Regions from separate parts of the Pan troglodytes genome. Here region 2 is linked to region 1. Evidence: chromatin contacts called from public HiChIP or PLAC-seq data. All regions are on one chromosome and are shown on one strand. Each heading gives the region's core, a stretch centred on a gene start, on an enhancer-like site or on the middle of the called end of the contact. The rest is flanking DNA. Distances are from core to core; before and after follow the strand shown.

What was found. HiChIP or PLAC-seq counts read pairs in DNA pulled down with a chosen protein or histone mark.
Region 2: an H3K4me3 HiChIP or PLAC-seq map of stem cell-derived excitatory neurons shows a contact between it and region 1, with 2.7 times the contacts expected there. The contact joins the promoter of DCLRE1B here to the promoter of PHTF1 in region 1. A contact is called at or near these places in 1 of 7 Hi-C or Micro-C datasets (stem cell-derived neural progenitor cells) and 1 of 1 datasets of contacts at active chromatin or transcription factors (stem cell-derived excitatory neurons).

The regions. Positions count from the first base shown.
Region 1 is chr1:110,985,245-110,989,893 of NHGRI_mPanTro3-v2.0_pri, forward strand. It overlaps PHTF1 (putative homeodomain transcription factor 1), which reads right to left and starts at 2,849. Exons shown (of 19, transcript XR_010158683.1): 1 at 1,913-2,849; 2 at 1,549-1,623; 3 at 580-636. It overlaps LOC112205003 (a long non-coding RNA gene), which reads left to right and starts at 2,493. Exons shown (of 3, transcript XR_008540242.2): 1 at 2,493-2,630; 2 at 3,740-3,947.
Region 2 is chr1:111,130,536-111,135,184 of NHGRI_mPanTro3-v2.0_pri, forward strand. DCLRE1B (DNA cross-link repair 1B) reads left to right here and starts at 2,477. Exons shown (of 4, transcript XM_524804.9): 1 at 2,477-3,178; 2 at 4,398-4,563. The coding sequence starts at 2,990. It overlaps AP4B1 (adaptor related protein complex 4 subunit beta 1), which reads right to left and starts at 2,579. Exons shown (of 10, transcript XM_003949513.3): 1 at 2,345-2,579; 2 at 2,008-2,196. The coding sequence starts at 2,120.

The sequences.
Region 1 (4,649 bases), core at 1,599-4,098:
TCACGCCACTGCACTCCAGCCTGGACGACAGAGTGAGACTCTGTCTCAAAAACAAAACAAAACAAAAAAACAAATAAAAACACATACTCTAAGCCAGTGATTGAATAAAATGGGGGACCATAGGCTGGATTCAGGCCACAAATGGATTTTATTTGGCTTGCAGAGGAGGAGGAGGAAGAGAAGGAAGAGTCTCTTAAAAATCCGACACAAAATGCACAATATATTTCATATAAAAATGTGTATTTCCAGCTTCTCTTGAAAAATCTGAAACTCTGGCAATATTTGGACCTGCACTGCCAAGTGGTAAAAACTAGCCAGAGCTAAGTAACCCCAGCCCTATTTATATGGGACATTTGCTCTCTAATTCATCATAGAACAACTCACTCCTTTCTGTTTTCCTGATAGTGAGGCCAAAAATCAAGTGTCACTTCTCATTATGCTTGCACTGCTTTTCTTATAACCTTCAAAGATTAAAGAACGCCATACTGGTAGTTAAATGCAGAGTTTACCAGGTAAGTACAATTCCACTCTTCATATTAATGCAGTGAAACATAGGCGGAAACAAAGAAACCAATTTACCTTAATCTGAGTCTGTTCGATTGACTTTTCCCATATCTGCTGATCGTAGGCTCCAATCTGAAAGAGGGAGTAGTCTATTAGTTAAACGATGCAAAGGAAATCCTTACATTATTAAGTCAAGCCTCATAAAAGTCATGAGCCTATTAAGTATCAATATGCTATGTGGAAAATATGCTTCTCAAGAGTTAGAATAAATCAATACTTCGAAGGACTGTTTCCTTCAAAAATCTAAAATAGCTTGACCTAAAAGTAAGTTCAAAAGCAATGCCCAAAATATTTCAAATTAATATTACCTTAAAAGATATTTCCACTTCTTGGGCGGGCATGGTGGCTCACGCCTGTAGTTTGAGACCAGCCTGACCAACATGGTGAAACCCCGTCTCTACTAAAAATACAAAAAATTAGCCAGGCGTGGTGGTGGGCGCCTGTGATCCCAGCTACTCCAGAGGCTGAGCCCGGGAGGCGGAGCTTGCAGTGAGCCGAGGTCGCGCCATTGCCCTCCAGCCTGGGCAAGAAAAGCGAAACTCCGTCTCAAAAAAAAAAAAAAAAAAAAAAATCCACTTCTTAAGGAAAAGAGCACTAGAAAAACTAGAGAGGAATAAAAGATAAGGAACAGCTCAATAAGATTGTTGATAGTATCAATCTGAGCTGTGCAGATACAGGTTTCATGTCTTTTTTGTTTTTAAGCAGTTTGATCAGAAGCAAACTTTCAAAGCATTGCGGTGGCATTGTGTATGCAGCCTGAAGGAGGTGGCTTGTAAACCTTATTCTGGGACCTGGAACCGGGTTTAAAAGACATAATGACCTTGTACATCTTTTTTTTTTTTTTCATTTATGTTGAAGTATACATGAACACCTGGCACTACTAAACTCGGGGGAAAGTAACATTATATTATTTGTGGGAGCTTTTTGCAGGAAGAATGCTTTACAAATAAAATATATATATATATATATATATATATATATTACCTTCTTTTGGTACCACGATATAGCATCTCTCTCATTTGAGGCCATCTGTGTCTCCAGCCAGAAAATGGGATTTCACTGAAAATGAAGGAAAACCAATCGGTGAGTCCAGCTGCTGAAGGTTACTCTCCCAGTTTGGGTAGGACGCGAAAACCGCTTCTCTCAGCCTCTCCATGAGCTGCTCTTTCTCCAGCTGTTTGCCAGGGAAAACACAACAAACAAACAAAAAAAAACTGGCGCAGCGGCGACCGGAGAAGCCTCTGCAATATATCGGGCGAGCGTGTTCGTGGGTGCGGGGGAGGGGCAGGGGCCGCCGCTGGAGTCGCCCGGCACCCGCCTCCTTCGCTCGCCGGCGTCCGGCTCTCACCTAGTGCCCGTTGCCCCGCGGGCCGGCGCCCGGGACCTTCGTCCTCAGTGCCCGGGGTCCCACCGTGAGGCCGGGGGCGAGGCGGCGGGCCAGGCAGGCCGCATCTTCCCCTCTAGGCGGAGACGCCGGAGAGGCCGTTACCATGGAGACCGCGGAGGCCGCCCCAGCTTCGGAGGCAGCCGGCCGCCCAGCGCCCTGAGGGCGGCAAATCGATCGCCGGTCCGAGGCCGCCTACAGGGTCACGGACTGACCAGAAAATAAGCAGAGAATGAACTGGAAAATGAGGGGGATTAAAAGTGAAGGCCTCCAGTCGCCACGGCGACAGCAAAAGGCTTTGTGCCCAGCTGGAAAAGACAGGTGCAAAGGCCCCGGACCCCGAGAGCCCGGGAGCCCAGGAGGAGGAGGCGGCGGCGGCGCTCGTCTTCTGCGGGCCGCGCCGGGATGCAGTGACTCAGCCGTCTGAGATCTGGGCTAGAGCCGCTCAGCCGACCACCGGGCAGCAGCCTTCGGCTTCCGCTTTCCGGCCTTCGCCGCCGAGGTGGCTCCGCCCCTGGCCCGGGGCCTTCCCGCCCAGCCTCGGTCCAGGCTCCGGGTCCGAGGGCCTGGGGAGTCGCGCGGCGATCGATGGCCAAGAGCAGCTCCCTCCGATCACCCTTCAGGCCTCAGCTTAAAAGTCACTTCCTCACAAACGACTCTCCCATCCAGCGGTCTAAAGGAGGTCGGTCCTGATACTCTAGTAGCTCACGTCTTTGTGGCACTCATTTTCGTGTTTCATGGCTTAATCTCTGTTCCCCAGTGGGCTGTGGGCTCCATGAGGTCAGAGACTGGGGCCTGGCACAAGCCTGGCGCTTAGGTTCCCAATGTTTGTTGAGCGAACGAATCAATGTTTGCGTGAATTTACGCTGCCCTGGGAGGAAGGGCCAGGCTGCGGCTTAGTGACTCCCTTCCTCTCCCGCCCCTCAGCAGCTCTGGGTCTGGAGATTTCTAGTGCTCAAAGGTGTAGGGGGAAAACAGGAACAAGTATTGGGCAGTCACAGCTTTTTCCAAATTAGGGTAAAGTTAGGTGGCGGCAGGAACAGGTTAATTAGGGCCGATAGAGGTCAGGAGAAAGGAAAGAAAGGTTGAACCCTCAAGTGAATATTTAAGGATACGTTAAAAGGATTTTTAGGCTGCTTTTTTTTTGGGGGGGGCCATTAATGGAACACTGTCCCCTTACAGCCATTCTCCCCACCTTATTTGAAGCCGTGTTCTTGCTAGCCCACAGCGTGTAGCATCTGGGTCAGAGAAAGCTAATGACAGATGATAGCTTCACTTAAGAAAGCCTAAGAGGCGCTGTACTCAATGTTTTGCAGACATTATTTCTTCTTATCTATTGAGTGGGCACCAGGTGGAAGTTATCCCATTTCACGGATGAGGAAAATCGACTAAGCTAAAATAACTCCCACAGGACTAAGTTTTACAAATTACTTCACCCAGCCTGGGCGCAGTGGCTCACGCCTGCAATCTGGGCGCTTTGGGAGGCCTGAGGCGGAAATGTAGCTTGAGCACAGGAGTTTGAGACCAGCCTTAGCAACATGGCCAGACCCCGTCTCTTAAAAAAAAAAATTAGCCGGGGGTGGTGGCGCGCACCTGTAGTCCCAGCTACTTCGAAGACTGAGGCGGGAGGATCGTCTGAGTCCACGAGTTCGAGGCTGTAGTGAGCTATGATTGCACCACTGCACTTCGGCCTAGGCAACAGAGACCTGTCTCAAAGTAAAAATTATTTTACCCTTATTTTTATGTTGCACACATTGGCAGTGGTTTCCTTCTGCTTTTGCTCCTTGACAGCTTTTCCTTTCCTTAGTGCTAAACATTACAATTCTGTTGAGCTTCAAGACAAATGGCCAACTTGAAAAAAGAGATAAATGACAAGTGAAAAACGTCGAATTTTGCACACGTAAATATTTAACCTCAATTACATTAATAGCAAAAGTACTTTACTTCACTGTTTGGCACACAGAAGATTTTCAGGGAGTGTCTGGAGGAACTGAATCAGGTAAGAAGTATTAGAGAATAGTGGTAAGTAGCAAACCATTTTTCAGGTGCCCTGTTGGAAACTATTCAGTGCTTCCTGCGGCTACCAGCGAACAAGGTCTGAATCCTTGCTCCCAACCAATAATCTGTGATCTTAAGCAATTTATTCAACTAACAAGCCTGTTTTCTCACCTGTATTATGGAGATAGTCACCTTCTTAAGGATGTGAGGATTAAATGAGAAACCCTCATATAAACTGCCTGGCCCATGGCAGTTACTCAAAAAATGTGAAGTCCCTTTCTTTTCCTTTCCTAGACAGAACCAAAGGCTATCAGTGCTTAGGACAGGTACCTCAATTAAAGATAACTTCACACAAAAACTGATGAGGAAAGAAATCCATTTTGTTGTGTCACATTAATACATCAATGACATAAAAGTCTATACGCCATCTTCATTAATACTCAATGCACTTTCAAGAAAATCCACATCACCAGAATAAAAATTTAAGACTGTCCTCTTTTAAGTAGATACACACCAATTTAAGCAATTAAGAGGCATTAACTACAACAAATGTCAAGTGTATTTTTTCTTCTTCCCCCAAACTAATTGTATCTCAATATGGATGGAATTTTCCCCAGACATCTTTAGGAAAGAAGTCATAAGATTTTCTAAAAATTTTTTTTGAAGTAGTAGGGGATACAGTAGGTGAGGGATTCGTCCTCTA
Region 2 (4,649 bases), core at 1,227-3,726, 140 kb after region 1:
CATCAGCCATTTAGGACCAGACAGAGAAGAGGGTACTCACCTGAGGCTACACATGCTCCGTAATGCCAGCCCTCGCACCATTGGATTGGGGTCTGAGCAGTCTTTGCACAGCGTATTGATGGCCAGGAGAGCCAGATCTGGTTTCAGGGGAGCATATGTGCACATGTACAGATAAACCAACTTCTTCTGGACAATATCTACAGTGGCACTGGCCTTCACCATTTCCATAAAAACACCAGACATGTCCAAGCCTTGAGTCATGTACCTGAACAACGCACATGACAGAAGGAAGTAAAATGCAAAATCCCCAACTTACAATGGAGGGAGTTTTACTTACATATCTCCTGATTACCCAACTAGATTGTGATCTCTTAGAGGGTAGCAGCCAGGATTACCTTGTCTATTATATCACACAATACTTCATACCATAGGCCTACAATAAACATTATTCTTCTATTCATTCAACAAACACTTATTATTATTTTTGAGACAGAGTCTTGCTCTGTTACCCAGGCTAGAGTGCAGTGGCACAATCTCGGCTCATTATAAGCTCCGCTTCCCAGGTTCAAGCGATTCTCCTGCCTCAGCCTCCCGAGTAGCTGGGACTACAGGTGCGCGCCACCACGCCCGGCTAATTTTTGTATTTTTAGTAGAGACGGGGTTTCTCCATGTTGGCCAGGCTGGTCTCGAACTCCTGACTGCAGGTGATCCACCCGCCTTGGCCTCCCAAAGTGCTGGGATTACCAGCGTGAGCCACCGCACCCAGCCTCAACAAACACTTATTGAATCCCTAGTACTTTGGTGAAATTCAACTTTTACATCCAGGGACATGCTCTTGGGACATAATCTTGAAGAAGGTGTGGTCTCAAACCTCTAGGAACTTCAAATCTATTAATGAGCCAGATGAGAATACCGTTAATTACAGTATGATGGATAAGTACTTAAACAGAAGTATTGTACAAGGTGTAGAGGGGATTCAGAGGTCTGACACTGGCAGGAAGTCAGAAAATGTTTCTTCACAGAGGAAGTAATACTTTAGCTGAATGAGCAGGAGCTCACTAGGCAGATGTAATAGCAAGGTAAAGATACATGCTATGAGGTACGTAGACATGAGCAGGAGCGGCATACATTTTTTTAAGAGTCTGTAGGTAGTTGAATTAACAGCTTGTTCCTTGGGTGCTGTGATAAGTTTGGACTTTATTGTTTCTCAGACTGGTCTCCTACTGGAATCAACTGAAATGTTTATTAAAAATACAGATTCCTGGGTTCCCTCCCACCCTACTGAAATCAGAATCAGTCCCTGGACTGGATGACAAAAAGCACCCCAAGGGATTTTTATGCATAGTAAAGTTTGTGAACCATAGCTGTAGGCAAGAGTTATGTGTTCAGGTATGTATAATGGAAAAATTCTGTCTCAAATGAGGCAAAGTGGCCTACTAGTAAGCTGCTGCAATTGCTTTGTTGATGAAGGCCTGGACCAGAACAACAATGCTAATAAACAAGAGAGGATGGATATTTAGAATTATGAATTCAAACCATCTGACATAAGAAGTGAGAGATCAGGTGTCCTCAAGGTTGGCTCCCACGCATAGTCGGCTGCTGGTGGCATTCATCAACACAAATGTAAGCTGAACAGGTTTGAGGAAGACGGAAGAATGTCCGGGCTATTTCGGACATACTTTTGATAAACCATGCACGTGGAAATGCCAAGCAGGCAGTGGGATACGTGGGTCTGAAGCTAAAAAAGGAAGTCTGTACTAGCTATATTATAGATCCAGGAGTCACCAGTAATTGCTCAAGCCCGTGATATGGAGGAAACTACCCAGCTGAGTAAAAGATGCTGCAGAGGGGAGACTGACATGGTACTCCAAAGCAGCAGGACGAAGACCGAACCATATAACTGCCACGTGTGAAAGCTAATTTACCCTTTCAGAGAGACTGGGGCTAGTGAGCCCTGATGGGGATTGCAAAGGGAGCAGTTAGCACGCGAAGGGGGTTAGGTGATACCTAATCACTCGCTGGATGACATTCCGGTAGCGCAGCCTATCAGCTTGAATGTGAGGATTGCACAGAGCCTTCTTCAGCTCCTTCACCACGTCCTCGGAGCCAAGGTACGGCATCTTCCTAAGAGTCACAGGGCAGCTCCCACAGCTCCCACGGTAACTCGAGGGCTCCTTCTCGTCCTGATGTGGGAGCCTGAGTAAAGAAAATATGAGTCAGTGAAAATACAAAAGGCGAGATCTCGCCTCAGGCTCGGCTTCCGTAGGACCGGCACGCTGGCCCTGACACACTTCCACGCCCTCCGCGACACCGCGAGCCCCACCCTAGGCTCTTCAGGCCCTACCGTCGGCCGGCAGGCCGTTCGCCCCGCCCACAGATCGCTCCCGCTACTTCTAGGTCCTCCGCCGGATTTCCAGCGCCGCGACCGACTGACCGCAGACCCCTCCCTCTCCAGTTCCAGCCTTAATTGCGCCTCCACGCCGTTCTCATCGCGGATAGGCCCAATCTTGCTTTCTGCGGAAGTCCCGCCCCCTTGTCAAGAGACCAAACAGAAGCGCGCTGCCGGTCTCCCCGCGAGCGAGCGCTAAGCGTAGTCCCGACTCCGACCTTAGGATGCCCTTCCCCCAACCTCTCACTCTCCAGGCGCAGCTACGCGGCTCCCTCTGGTGGAGCTGCGGCGGGCAATCGGAAATCGGCTACTTTGGCCTGTCTCCTCCCTGCAGCGCGCGCTTTGAGTGCCCGGCTCGGCCTCCGCTCCCGCGCGGTTGGGAGTGTCCAGCGCCCTCCGCGATTTGGGCTCCAGCGGGCAGGGTGACTTCCTTTTTCTGCCCACTCTGGTAACTTATTGCTCTGCTGGGCTCTTTCCCTTAGGGTCTCTGGCCCTGTTCTTGCCCCAGCATGACTTTTATCGGGACGCCGTTGTGGAAGCCTCACGCAGGAGCCCTGCCCCCGTGGAGAAGATCCCACTGGTGACTCCAACCCTACCACCATGAATGGGGTCCTGATCCCCCATACGCCCATCGCAGTGGACTTCTGGAGCCTGCGCCGGGCTGGCACCGCACGTCTCTTCTTCTTGTCTCACATGCACTCGGACCACACCGTGGGCCTGTCTAGCACCTGGGCCCGGCCCCTCTACTGCTCCCCAATTACAGCCCACCTCTTGCATCGTCACCTACAGGTATGGGGCTGGAGTCGGTCTCCGAGAGCTGGTCCAGGCATCTGGGTTGGGCCTTCAACCTGTCATTCTTGGAGTCATAGAATGGGGGCCACGAAAACTGATTTGGAAGTTGTTTGAACCCAAAAATGCATCTTTAACCCAGAATAGGAACGTGTTTTCGAAGTGACCAACTTGAGATAGTTAGCCAAAAGTTGAGGAAATATTTTAATCCAGCCAAGGAAACTATTCCTACCTTTATACGTAAGCTAGGCCGATGTTTCCCAAACTTGCCTTTTTTTTTTTTTTTTTTTTTTGAGACGGAGTCTCGCTCTGTTGCCCAGGCTGGAGTGCAGTGGCGCAATCTCGGCTCACTGCAGCCTCCGCCTCCCGGGTTCAAGCGATTCTCCTGTCTCGGCCTCCTGAGTAGCTGAGATTACAGGCGCACGCCACCACGCCCAGCAAATTTTTTGTATTTTTTGTGGAGACGGGGTTTCACCATGTTGGCCAGGCTGTTCTCTAACTCCTGACCTTAAGTGATCCGCCCGCCTCAGCCTCCCCAAGTGCTGGGATTACAAGCGTGAGCCACCACGCCCCGCCTAAACTTGCCTCATCTTAAGAATCCACCTAATGTGCTGGGTGGTTCTCCAGCTCTCTCCCCACCCCACCCTTAAGTCTCCAAGAGATTAAGATCAGGAGTAAGTTTGGGAATTGCTGACTAGACTGTTTGCTGAACTCTTTTTTTTTTTTTTTTGAGATGGAGTCTCGCTCTGTCGCCCAGGCTGGAGTGCAGTGGCGCAAACTCGGCTCACTGCAAGCTCCGCCTCCCGGGTTCACACCATTCTCCTGCCTCAGCCTCCCGAGTAGCTGGGACTACAGGCGCCCGCCACCACGCCCAGCTAATTTTTTTTCTATTTTTTAGTAGAGACGGGATTTCACCGTGTTAGCCAGGATGGTCTCGATCTCCTGACCTCGTGATCCACCCGCCTCAGCCTCCCAAAGTGCTGGGATTACAGGCATGAGCCACCACGCCCGGCCAGCTGAACTCTTAAATTGTACAAAGGGTGGGATGGGAAGTGGAAGGAGGAAGGGCAGATTGCTTGGGAATCCCCATTACAGCTTCTGCTCCTGGTGGCTCAGGATTTGGTCAGCTTTCCTGATTCATGTAAGGGATAGTCCCTGACCCGGGGAGGTAACAGGGAGAGGAGTCAGTGGTCACTGGGATGACTAACTGTTTTCTCAGGTATCTAAGCAATGGATCCAAGCCCTGGAGGTTGGTGAGAGCCATGTATTACCCCTAGATGAAATTGGACAAGAGACCATGACCGTAACCCTCCTCGATGCCAATCACTGTCCTGGTTCTGTCATGTTTCTCTTTGAAGGATATTTTGGAACCATCCTCTACACAGGTGGGCCTCTCAAGGAATCCCAGTGACTTCTCCAGACTAGATGTTATTTTTTTATTTTTATTTTTTTTTAATGTATAGACTGGGGC